Regions from separate parts of the Sus scrofa genome. Here region 1 is linked to region 2. The links are chromatin contacts, called in public HiChIP or PLAC-seq maps. All regions are on one chromosome and are shown on one strand. The core of a region is the stretch at or near the end of the contact, and the rest is flanking DNA. Distances in the headings are between cores, read along the strand shown.

Region 1 (4,920 bases), core at 1,703-4,202, 51 kb after region 2:
ACCACAGACACAGCCATGCCAGATCTGAGCCACATCTGCAACCTATACCACAGCTCATGGCAACACCAGATCCTTAACCTACTGAGTGGATCCTTAATTCACTGAGCGAGGTCAGGGATCAAACCTGCATCCTCATGGATACTAGTTAGGTTCATCACCACTGAGTCATGACAGAAACTCCCAAGACAAGCCAATTTTTTGAAACTAGCTATTTGTTTTTTAAAAAATAATTTGTCAGGAGTTCCCATTGTAGCGAAGCAGAAACGAATCTGACTAGGAACCATAAGGCTGCAGGTTAGATTCCTGGCCTCGATCAGTGGGTTAAGGATCTGGCGATCTGGCATTGCCATGAGCTATGGTATAGGTCTCAGACACAGCTTGGATCTGGCGTTGCAGTGGCTGTGGTGTAGGCTGGCAGCTGTAGCTCTGATTAGACCCCTAGCCTGGGAACCTCCATATACTGTGGGTGCAGCCCTTAAAAAAACAAAACAAAACAAAAAAACCCAAAACCAAAAACAAAAAAATAATAATTTGTCATAAAGATGGTATAAACACATCAAAACTTCTTTTATTCTTTCTGTGCACTTGAAATAGCTATGTCAGTTAAAAGCATTAAAAACATCTAGTCAATCATGAATAATACATGTAGGGGTACAACTCTTTTTTTTAATAAACAGATAAATGGTCCAAAATACAAAAAAGTCACTCATATTCCAAAATGGGTTTGCACTCAGACTGTTAATCCTAGTAGTCTATCTTCTCTCCCAAGAGACTATTTTGAAGGTATATTACAGAGACATGAACATTTTGGTTTTCTCCTCTAGAATGATATGTAAGTAATAGCCAAGAATAGTCAATAACACTATAACGAATGTACTAGGTGATTCAATTCGATTTGACAAACATGTAGCATGAGAGCACTAAACCAAATCAGTAAGCCTGTAGTTTTGTTTCTCTTTCAAACTTTATGTTCTATGGCCAGTAATTGCAAAACAAAAATAAGTTATACACTTTGACCTACTTTAAAGAGACACAGTGTTATAATTTACTATAAAAAACTGTCTTTATGCCCTCATGTTAGTTTTAAAATTCCTCAAATATCTAACTTAATCAATAGAGAATTCTGTAATGTGAGCTCTTGCCACAGAGACATTAAAAGCTTGGAAGGCAGACTGCCATTCAAATAAACTGCCAATATGCTCTCATATCAAAAGTTATGTTACGGAAGGGATTTACACTTCAGATATAATTTTGTCATATAATGTTAGAAAGGAAAACAGACATTAGTTACCCTAAACCCTAACATCACTGCCCAAAATTCTAAGTGAGAAAGATTCTCCCAAAATATCTGATGTATCCTCTTACAGTACTACAAAAGTACATAAACCAAAAGAAAAAATATCCTAGATAAGGAAAAGGTTAAAGTGTGCAACAAGCAGCAATCATTTTACAATTAAAAAAAAAAATCTTACCGGGACAAAAGTCACAGATTCCTTGGATCTCCTTACCACCACCTGCCCACCTTGTTAAAAAAAACCGTGAAAACTTGCTTTGAAAGACTGGATCCCAAGATGTCTCAGACATATGCGAAAGAGCTCAACAATCCTACCAGCTTGACATGATAAAAACGAATTCCATGAAGCAGTGAGTAACTGGGAAAAGAGTTTTGCAGGATCTTCTTTTCTTTTCCCAAAGAAAAATTAAATCCAAGAAACGTCAAAGCAAAAATAAATCCTAAATGTACAAAAGTCCACTAACGATACACTTTATTTCTAAAAGTTGGAGATAAAGAATTATAATCTCAACACACAGACAAGAAGCAAATCTCTGACACCAAGGGTTGCCAGAACATATTGCCTACTGGATATACACTCCATACCTTTTTAACAGTTACATTAAGGAGGGGAAAAAAGAATAGTCCGGAGATGATCAGAAAATGGTTAGCAAATCACTCTTTTTTCCTCTAAATTCAGTCTAAAATGCAGAGCCAAATAAAACCACCATAAATTCCTTTAGTAATCCAGGTCTTTCAGTTCACCCAATTTTACATAATATATAAAATTCTGTGGCTTTCTTCATTCCCCACTCTACAAACATAAATTCATATTTCTGAAATGAACATATGGTGAGAATATTAATAAAGCTCTCTTTAACTAGGAAAAACGGAAATCAAATTCTTAAACTCCAATAGGGAAACCTTGAGAGGAAAGCAGGGCCCAAAGCACAAAGTATTCCTATGCACAAAGTAAATGATTACTAAGTAAAAATTTCTTTCAATGAAATATATCTTATCTCATATATCCCTCCCAAAATACAAAATACACAACTCTGTCAGCATCCAGAATTCTACCTTTTCTCAATCACTTTCAACCCTGTAAGAGTTGATCTGCGTTTAAAAAAAAAAAAAAAAAAAAAAAAATCCATAGTTCTACTCCCCAGCTCAAAGCAATGACTCTTGGCACACCATAATCTAAAAGTTATAAAGAACTAACGTTTCTCAAGCAGTTTTGCCCCTAAAATTTACATTCTAATCTAAATTAATCAACTAGATTAATTACAATGTCAGTATTGCAAAATTAGAAATCCTTATCATGTTGTAATCCACAAAATTCTTTGATCTACAATGGTTTCTACAGAAGTTAAAGGCTACATACAAATCCATTTCCAAACAGGATGAATATTAAGGCTCTAACTACTTGGCCTAAAAACCAAAAGAGATATTAATACACCTTCCCTCCTCCCTCTGGTGCAGAGAAAAGCCACCTGAGAAGTTTTAATCACAGTGTGTTCACAACTGGAAACAAAATAGTTACTGTGCCTCAAAATTGGAAAAAAAAAAAAAATGACAAGAAAATACTAACCAATCTCTGGCTGTAACGAATCCTTTCTTCTTCGGGTTCCATCTCTCACTCTTCTGTTGAAATTACAGAAAGAAACCACTCCAGGGCTGCCTTCCTCTTCCTCCTTAGGAACCAGATTGCAACACTAAAGAATAATGATATGAGCAGAGATGAGAACTCATCCTCAAACTCAAGCTTTCTTTTCACAGAATGAGATACTTAAGATTAGGTGTAAATTAAAGGCTTCCTGAGAAATCTAGTTCCTTTTCATTAGTTTGGGACCTCTCAGCTCTGGAGCAAGTGGTTCCAGGCAGGTCATGATCAACATTAATCACATTACAATTGTCTGAGGCCTATAGGCAAAAAATGTTGGTTTCAGTTCCTCACAGACGGGCTACACCACTTATTTCTCCCCACAGGATTACAATAAGCAAGACTCCCCTTCATGGAAGCATTAGCCAAGGGGGGGGGGCAAGATTTTTCTCTCTTAGAGAGCTGATCAGGTGAAGCAGCCACTGAACTAACCCAGATCCACACCAAATGAGTTCTCTCTCATTGGCTATTAGAAGCTAAAGGAAAAGAAAAGATAAACTATACAAAAAAGAGAACAAGAATTAGACTCCAAATCAATTTCCCATACACTTCTGGTAAATCCGTACACAATCGTCGCCTTCCTTCCCAGACTCCTCGTATCTTTTCATTCCCAAACCAACCCTCCACCCCAACACGAGATGTGTACAACTCTGAAACAAACGCAAGAGAGTTGCCAATCAGAAACAAAAATTTATCAGAGCTTTCTGTTTAGAGTAATAAAATAAACAACTTTTACCTATAGAAATTAGCAAAATACATCTTTTTCAAAAATTAAAGACAGACCGGTTTGCGCGACAGTCGATCCCTAATACCAAGAAAGGTTTTCTTTTTTCAAATTATTCTCAGGGATAATGGCTTCCATAGGGAAAGCAGGGTTTTTTCCCCCCTTTTAGTAACTATATTATGGCCACGTTAATAGCATCCTTCCAAAACTGCAACAAGACCAGAGGACCCGATGACACAGTTCAAGTGCAGTTCGTGGCAGAGCCCTCCTGGAGGAAGCCCTCGCCCCAAGTCGGGAGGGAAACCGTGTTTGCACCCCCCGGGCGAGGACTGCCCAGGCTTCAGAGCGGACTGGGCCGGAGAGAAAAAATGGCAAATCTCGCCGGGTTCCCCCAGGGAAAGGCGTTTCAATGGTTCATTCACCCGTTGGAAAAAGAAATAGAAACTTTACATTAAGTCTTTAGATAACACAGCGAACCAAACTTCCAAAGGGGGGGGGGGAATCTCACCGGGGATTTTGCTCGTGAGTTCTTGTCCAAGTGAGAAGTAAAAGATTCCAAAAAACTGAGAGGAGAAATTAAATCCCAAACGTCGTCTTCGGTTTTTTCCGTGGATCAACCCAGTATCCAGAGGGTCAGAGCGACCCGGAAAAGAGAGGAAACAGTTGCTGAATCAAACCTCCTCTTCTGGCTTTGGAGACCGGGAGTCGGAGGCGTCAGGAGAGGGGAGCGCGACCCCTCGGCGCCGAGCCCGGGGCGCCCCCGCCTCCCCCGGGCCAGCGGTCGGCAGCCCGAGCCCGAGCCCCGGCCAGCCCCGGCCGCGGGGAGCGCCCTCTTCACCGTGCCCTCGGCGAGCAGCGGCTCGGCCGCCTCCAGAGCCCGGGAGCGGCGGCCGATCAGCTGAGACCGGCCGACCCGAGGCTGCCCGCGCCACCCCGGCCCCCCGGAACGCGGGCCCCGGCCCCGGGGGGCGGAGAGGGCGGGAGCGGCGCGGCGCGCCGGGCTGGGGGCCCGGGCTCCCCTCGCGTCTCCCCCTCAGCCCGGGCTCCGCGCTGCGGGACGAGCCCCCGGCTACTCCCCAGTCGCAGAGGAGGGATTCCGGGGGATGGGCCCCCTGGCGTTGCCCCTCCTCCCGAAGCGCCCCCTGCCCAGGATAGACAGAGCGGCGACAGGCCCAGCCGCTGGGAAGGTGCTCTGCGAGCCGCAGCCGCCGCAGCCGCCGCCGCCGCCGCCGCTGCCGGGGAGGGGTGTTGTTTCCCTCACAC
Region 2 (4,840 bases), core at 1,823-4,322:
AGGCATATGGAAGTTCCCAAGCTAGGGGTCAAATCGGAGGTGTAGCTGCTGGCCTACACCACAGCCACAGCCACAGCAACTTGGGATCTGAGTCATGTCTGTGACCCACACCACAGCTCACTGCAATGCTGGATCTTCAACCCACTGAGCAAGATCAGGGATTGAACCTGTGTCCTCACGGATGCTAGTTGGATTCATTTCTGCTGAGCCGTGATGGAAACTCATCCGAGCTGCACACTTTAAAAGGGTGACCTTTATGGTATATGAATTTTATCTTAATACAAAACAATGATTGGCAATTTTAAATGAACAAAGGCCATATTAAAAAAAAAAAAAAAGATTTCCCATTGTGCCTCAACGGTAACGAACCCAACTAGTATCCATAAGGATGCGGATTCGATCTGTGGCCCTGCTCAGTAGTTAAGGATCTGGTGTTGCCATGAGCCATGATGAAGGGCACAGATGCAGCTCAGATCCCTTGTTGCTGTGGCTGTGGTGTAGGCGGTAGCTGCAGCTTCAATTTGACCCCTAGCCTGGGAACTTCCATATGCCACGGGTGCTGCTGTAAAAAGACCAAAAAAAAAAAAAAAAAAAAAAAAAAAAAGGCAATACAAGGTATGCGTTTAAGTAAAGCAATGTATTTTCACAATATGAGAATAAAGTTTGATGTACACCAATAGAGGACAAAGAATATCTAAATTCCAGACCAAAACCCCCTCTGTCCTAACCAGGACGACTCTGAGAGAGACCTGGTGGTGGGACTGGCAAGGTTGCCCTCCTAGGGACTTCCACAACTTCCTCCTATCTTGCCCTCCCCACACCAATACTAAACAAAGCTCCGTGTATCTCAATCAACCAGATGTTAGAGGCAGTTCTTTCTGGAGAGCTTATGCAATTCCTATTCCTCAAGAGATACAAAGGAGTCAGAGAATGAATAAATTTTATAAAGTATGAAAAGGCAGTTTTGTTTGTTTGTTTGTTTGTTTGTCTTGTTGTTGTTGTTGCTATTTCTTGGGCCGCTCCCTCGGCATATGGAGGTTCCCAGGCTAGGGGTCTAATAGGAGCTGTAGCCACTGGCCTACGCCAGAGCCACAGCAACGCGGGATCCGAGCCGCGTCTGCAACCTACACCACAGCTCACGGCAACGCTGGATCGTTAACCCACTGAGCAAGGGCAGGGACCGAACCCGCAACCTCATGGTTCCTAGTCGGATTCGTTAACCACGGCGCCACGACGGGAACTCCGGCAGTTGTTTTTTTAATGATACCAGAAGGGCTACTGCCCTGAAGGTGAACTGTGATGCCAGGGCAAAATAACAGTAGTAACAACAGTTAACATTTGAGCGCTTACCATGTGCCAAGAACTGTACTAAGCACTCTGCATGCATTAACACATTTAAATACAACATCCCTGTATGGAGTTCCCGTCATGGCGCAGTGGTTAACGAATTCGACTAGGAACCATGAGGTTGCGGGTTCGGTCCCTGCCCCTGCTCAGTGGGTTAACGATCCGGCGTTGCCATGAGCTGTGGCGTAGGTTACAGACGCGGCTCGGATCCTGCCTTGCTGTGGCTCTGGTGTAGGCCGGTGGCTACAGCTCCAGTTCGACCCCTAGCCTGGGAACCTCCATATGCCGCGGGAGCGGCCCAAAGAAATGGCAAAAAGACAAAAAAAAAATTATCTTACTTTACAAACAAGGAAAAGGAAGGGTAGAAGTAACTGGCCCAAGTTACAAAGCTAGGACTCAGTGAAGCTGCGACTGGAACCCAGGCACTTTTGTTCCAGAACCAATGGTCTTCACTACTCTATAGCACAAAATGAAATCATTTTAGAATGAACCTTCAGCCAGATCAGGAGCTTGGGGCAGCCAGAAGTAATTATCAGAGGAAGGGAGACCCCAGACAGCTGAAATGGCAGAGAAAAGGAGGTAAAGTGGTGAGACCTGCTGGCAACAAAGGAGACTGTCTATAAACCAGAAAACCATGCCTGGTAGAAAAAAGATTAGCAAAGGATTTTCCCCAGGGTAGGAGGCTTCTGATATCTGCTATGGTACACTACACTTCCAGCTAAGTCACTGCTTATTTAACATTCCTGACTCCTACTCTAGCTTTTAACTGACATTATTATTTTACTGGACATGCAGCTATTCTGTTTTGTTTTGTTTCCTTTCCTTTTTTTCTGGCCACACCTGCAGCATGTGAGAGTTCCCGCATCAGGGATCAAACCCATGCCACAGCAGAAACCTGAGCTGCTGCAGTGGTAACGCCAGACCCTTAACCCACTGCACCACAGGACAACTCCGTCAACTCTTCTGGCTGAAATGAAAATATTGCTATTTCTAAGCAGAAACCATTTTATATCAAAGAGTGCTTTGGTACACTTATTGTGTATGCTATTAAAATTTGTTCTCACTCACTTTATTTGTAGTTGGTGACATTTATTATATACCTTCTGTAAAAAATGAAATTACCAAGATTTTTTACCAAGATTAATTCCTACATCTCCAATTTTCTCTAAGATTCTGATCTATCTTACCCGACAACCTGAGAGAAAAGTTAATTACACAGCCTCTTTGCTGGTAATGGTATAAGAAGCCAAGTAACAACTAGATTTTCATACTCCGTATCATGATACTGCTTCAAAAAAAAGTTTGAGGGTATCTTTTTATAAATTTATAGTCATATGGATTAAATTTGAATCTTTCCACCATATAAATCCCTACTTGATAAGAGCTTAATAAGGTCTTATACATACTTTAAAGGAAGAAGCAAGTTCAGGTTTCCACCTGGCTCTCTTCACAGGAGAATGAACACATACACATCCTAAAATTCAGCTGAACTCAAGTGTTGGTCTCATTTCCCTTCTTTCCATATTTTTGAAAGTCCAACACAATCATACACTGGGGCATACACTGGATCTGGATCACTGTCCACCACCTCCCCATGTATGCATGTGTGCTTGTGCTATAAAAATTATTAGAACACTTATTCAGGACACTGAATATAGAGTAACAGCCAGATGCTCTGCATACAAAGAAAAAAAGGCTCAGTCCTAGCCCTCAAGAAGACTGCTGGCCAGTAGGGGGAGACAGACATGTAAGTAAATTACAGTATGACAATTCAATGTGGTGGATGCGTGAGGACACAGATAACAAATGTTATTAAAGTCCGGGAGGAAGAACAACTGACAAGGCTCCACATAAGGGAGGAGAGAGACTGGGGGAGAGGGATGGGATGGGGGCGGTTTGCAATGGAAATGTTCTAAAATTAGGTGGTGATGATGGTTGTCCAACTATACACATAATAAAATTCAAAAAAAAAGAGGAAAGGAAATGTTTCTTCACTCAGTATAACTCTACTGAACATCTACTAAGTGCCAAGGACTATGAATACAGACTCTACGTTGCTCCTCTATAGCAATGACCTCGTCAAACTTTTGGGGGCTTCCCCCTCATTTACTGGATTACTCGGTGTCTCCTGATAGAGAGAGAGAGAGCATTTTTCAAAAATAAATGGTGGAGTTCTCGTCGTGGCTCAGCAGAGAACAAATCTGACTAGCATCTATGAGGACATAGGTTCAATCCCTAGCCTTGCTCAGCGGGTTAAGGATCTGGCATTGCCGTAGTGGTGGTGTAGGTTGCGGTGTAGGTTGCGGACGTGGCTTGGATCCTGCATTGTTGTGGCTGTGGCGTAGGCCAGCAGCTACGGCTCCGATTGGACCCCTAGCCTGGGAACTTCCATATGCCATGGGTGCAGCCCTAAAAAGAAAACAAATACACAAATAAATAAATAAATGGTTATGATCTTTGTTTATGTAATCTGCTAATTTAATGACACCTCATGATGGATTTGAATGGGAACTACTCTAAGGTAGTACAAAGCAGTGGAAATCACTGCCTTATTGTGAGTGATCTGGGACCCAAGTTTTTACCCTTTGACCTAACACTTAACTGCCCTTAAAAAATAAGAGGCCATGGAATTCCCATCGTGGCTCAGTAGTTAACAAATCTGACTAGGAACCATGAGGTTGGGGGTTCAATCCCCGGCCTCGCTCAGGGGGTTAAGGATCCAGCATTGCCATGAGCTATGGCGTAGGTTACAGACTTGGCTTGGATCTGGTGTTGCTGTGGCTCTGGCATAGGACAGCAGCTACAGCTTCAATTAGACCCCTAGCCTGGGAACCTCCATATGCCCTGGGTGCAGCCCTAGAAAAAGACAAAAAATAAACAAATAAATAAGAGGCCTGAGCACAAAGATGAAGGAAGACATACTTAGTTTTACACAACCACTTTAATATATTACAAAGAAAGTGTACTGTTCAACTGACATGGCTGAAAAGCTTGCATTTCTTTTGTTTTAAGTTCAGTTAGGTCAGCCTTTAAATATTTTCTGGGCTAATTTAAGATCAACTTCTGCAGATATCAACAGTACGCGGAACACTTTCTATTGACTGCTATTAAGAACATTAGTAGATCAAATTAATTCCAACAAGACAGTAAACCATTAAAAAAGGGAATCATCTATAGAATTTGGCAAGAAGCTTATTCACATCTAAATCTCTTTTGATTAAAAAAAAGACAGGGAATTCCCATCACGGCTCAGCGGAAACAAATCTGACTAGGATCTATGAGGACACAGGTTTGATTCCTGGCCTCAATTAGTGGGTTAAGGATCCAGCACTGCCATGAGGTGTGGTGTAAGTGGCAGAAGCAGCTCGGATCTCACGTTGCTGTGGCTGTGGTGTAGGCCATCCGCTACAGCTGGGATTCGACCCCAGCCTGGGAACTTCTATATGCCACGAGTGCCTTAAAAAAAAAAAAAAAAAAGTAGAGAGAGGAGATC

What was found. HiChIP or PLAC-seq counts read pairs in DNA pulled down with a chosen protein or histone mark.
Region 1: a contact with region 2 is called in an H3K27ac HiChIP or PLAC-seq map of alveolar macrophages. The contact joins the promoter of KDM2A here to the enhancer-like site in region 2. A contact is called at or near these places in 6 of 47 Hi-C or Micro-C datasets (blood, brain, embryonic fibroblasts and 2 more) and 2 of 2 datasets of contacts at active chromatin or transcription factors (alveolar macrophages and skeletal muscle).

The regions. Positions count from the first base shown.
Region 1 is chr2:5,352,621-5,357,540 of Sscrofa11.1, forward strand. KDM2A (lysine demethylase 2A) reads right to left here and starts at 2,953. Exons shown (of 20, transcript NM_001160090.1): 1 at 2,862-2,953. The coding sequence starts at 2,903.
Region 2 is chr2:5,301,234-5,306,073 of Sscrofa11.1, forward strand. The region is part of intron 1 of KDM2A (lysine demethylase 2A); the gene reads right to left. Among named protein-coding and RNA genes, the nearest start is that of KDM2A, 52 kb to the right of the region's middle. Within about 2 kb of position 3,073, at least 3 of the 83 cell types and tissues checked have an H3K27ac peak or open chromatin away from gene starts, as enhancers often do. A contact at or near this core is called in alveolar macrophages, where this site is marked.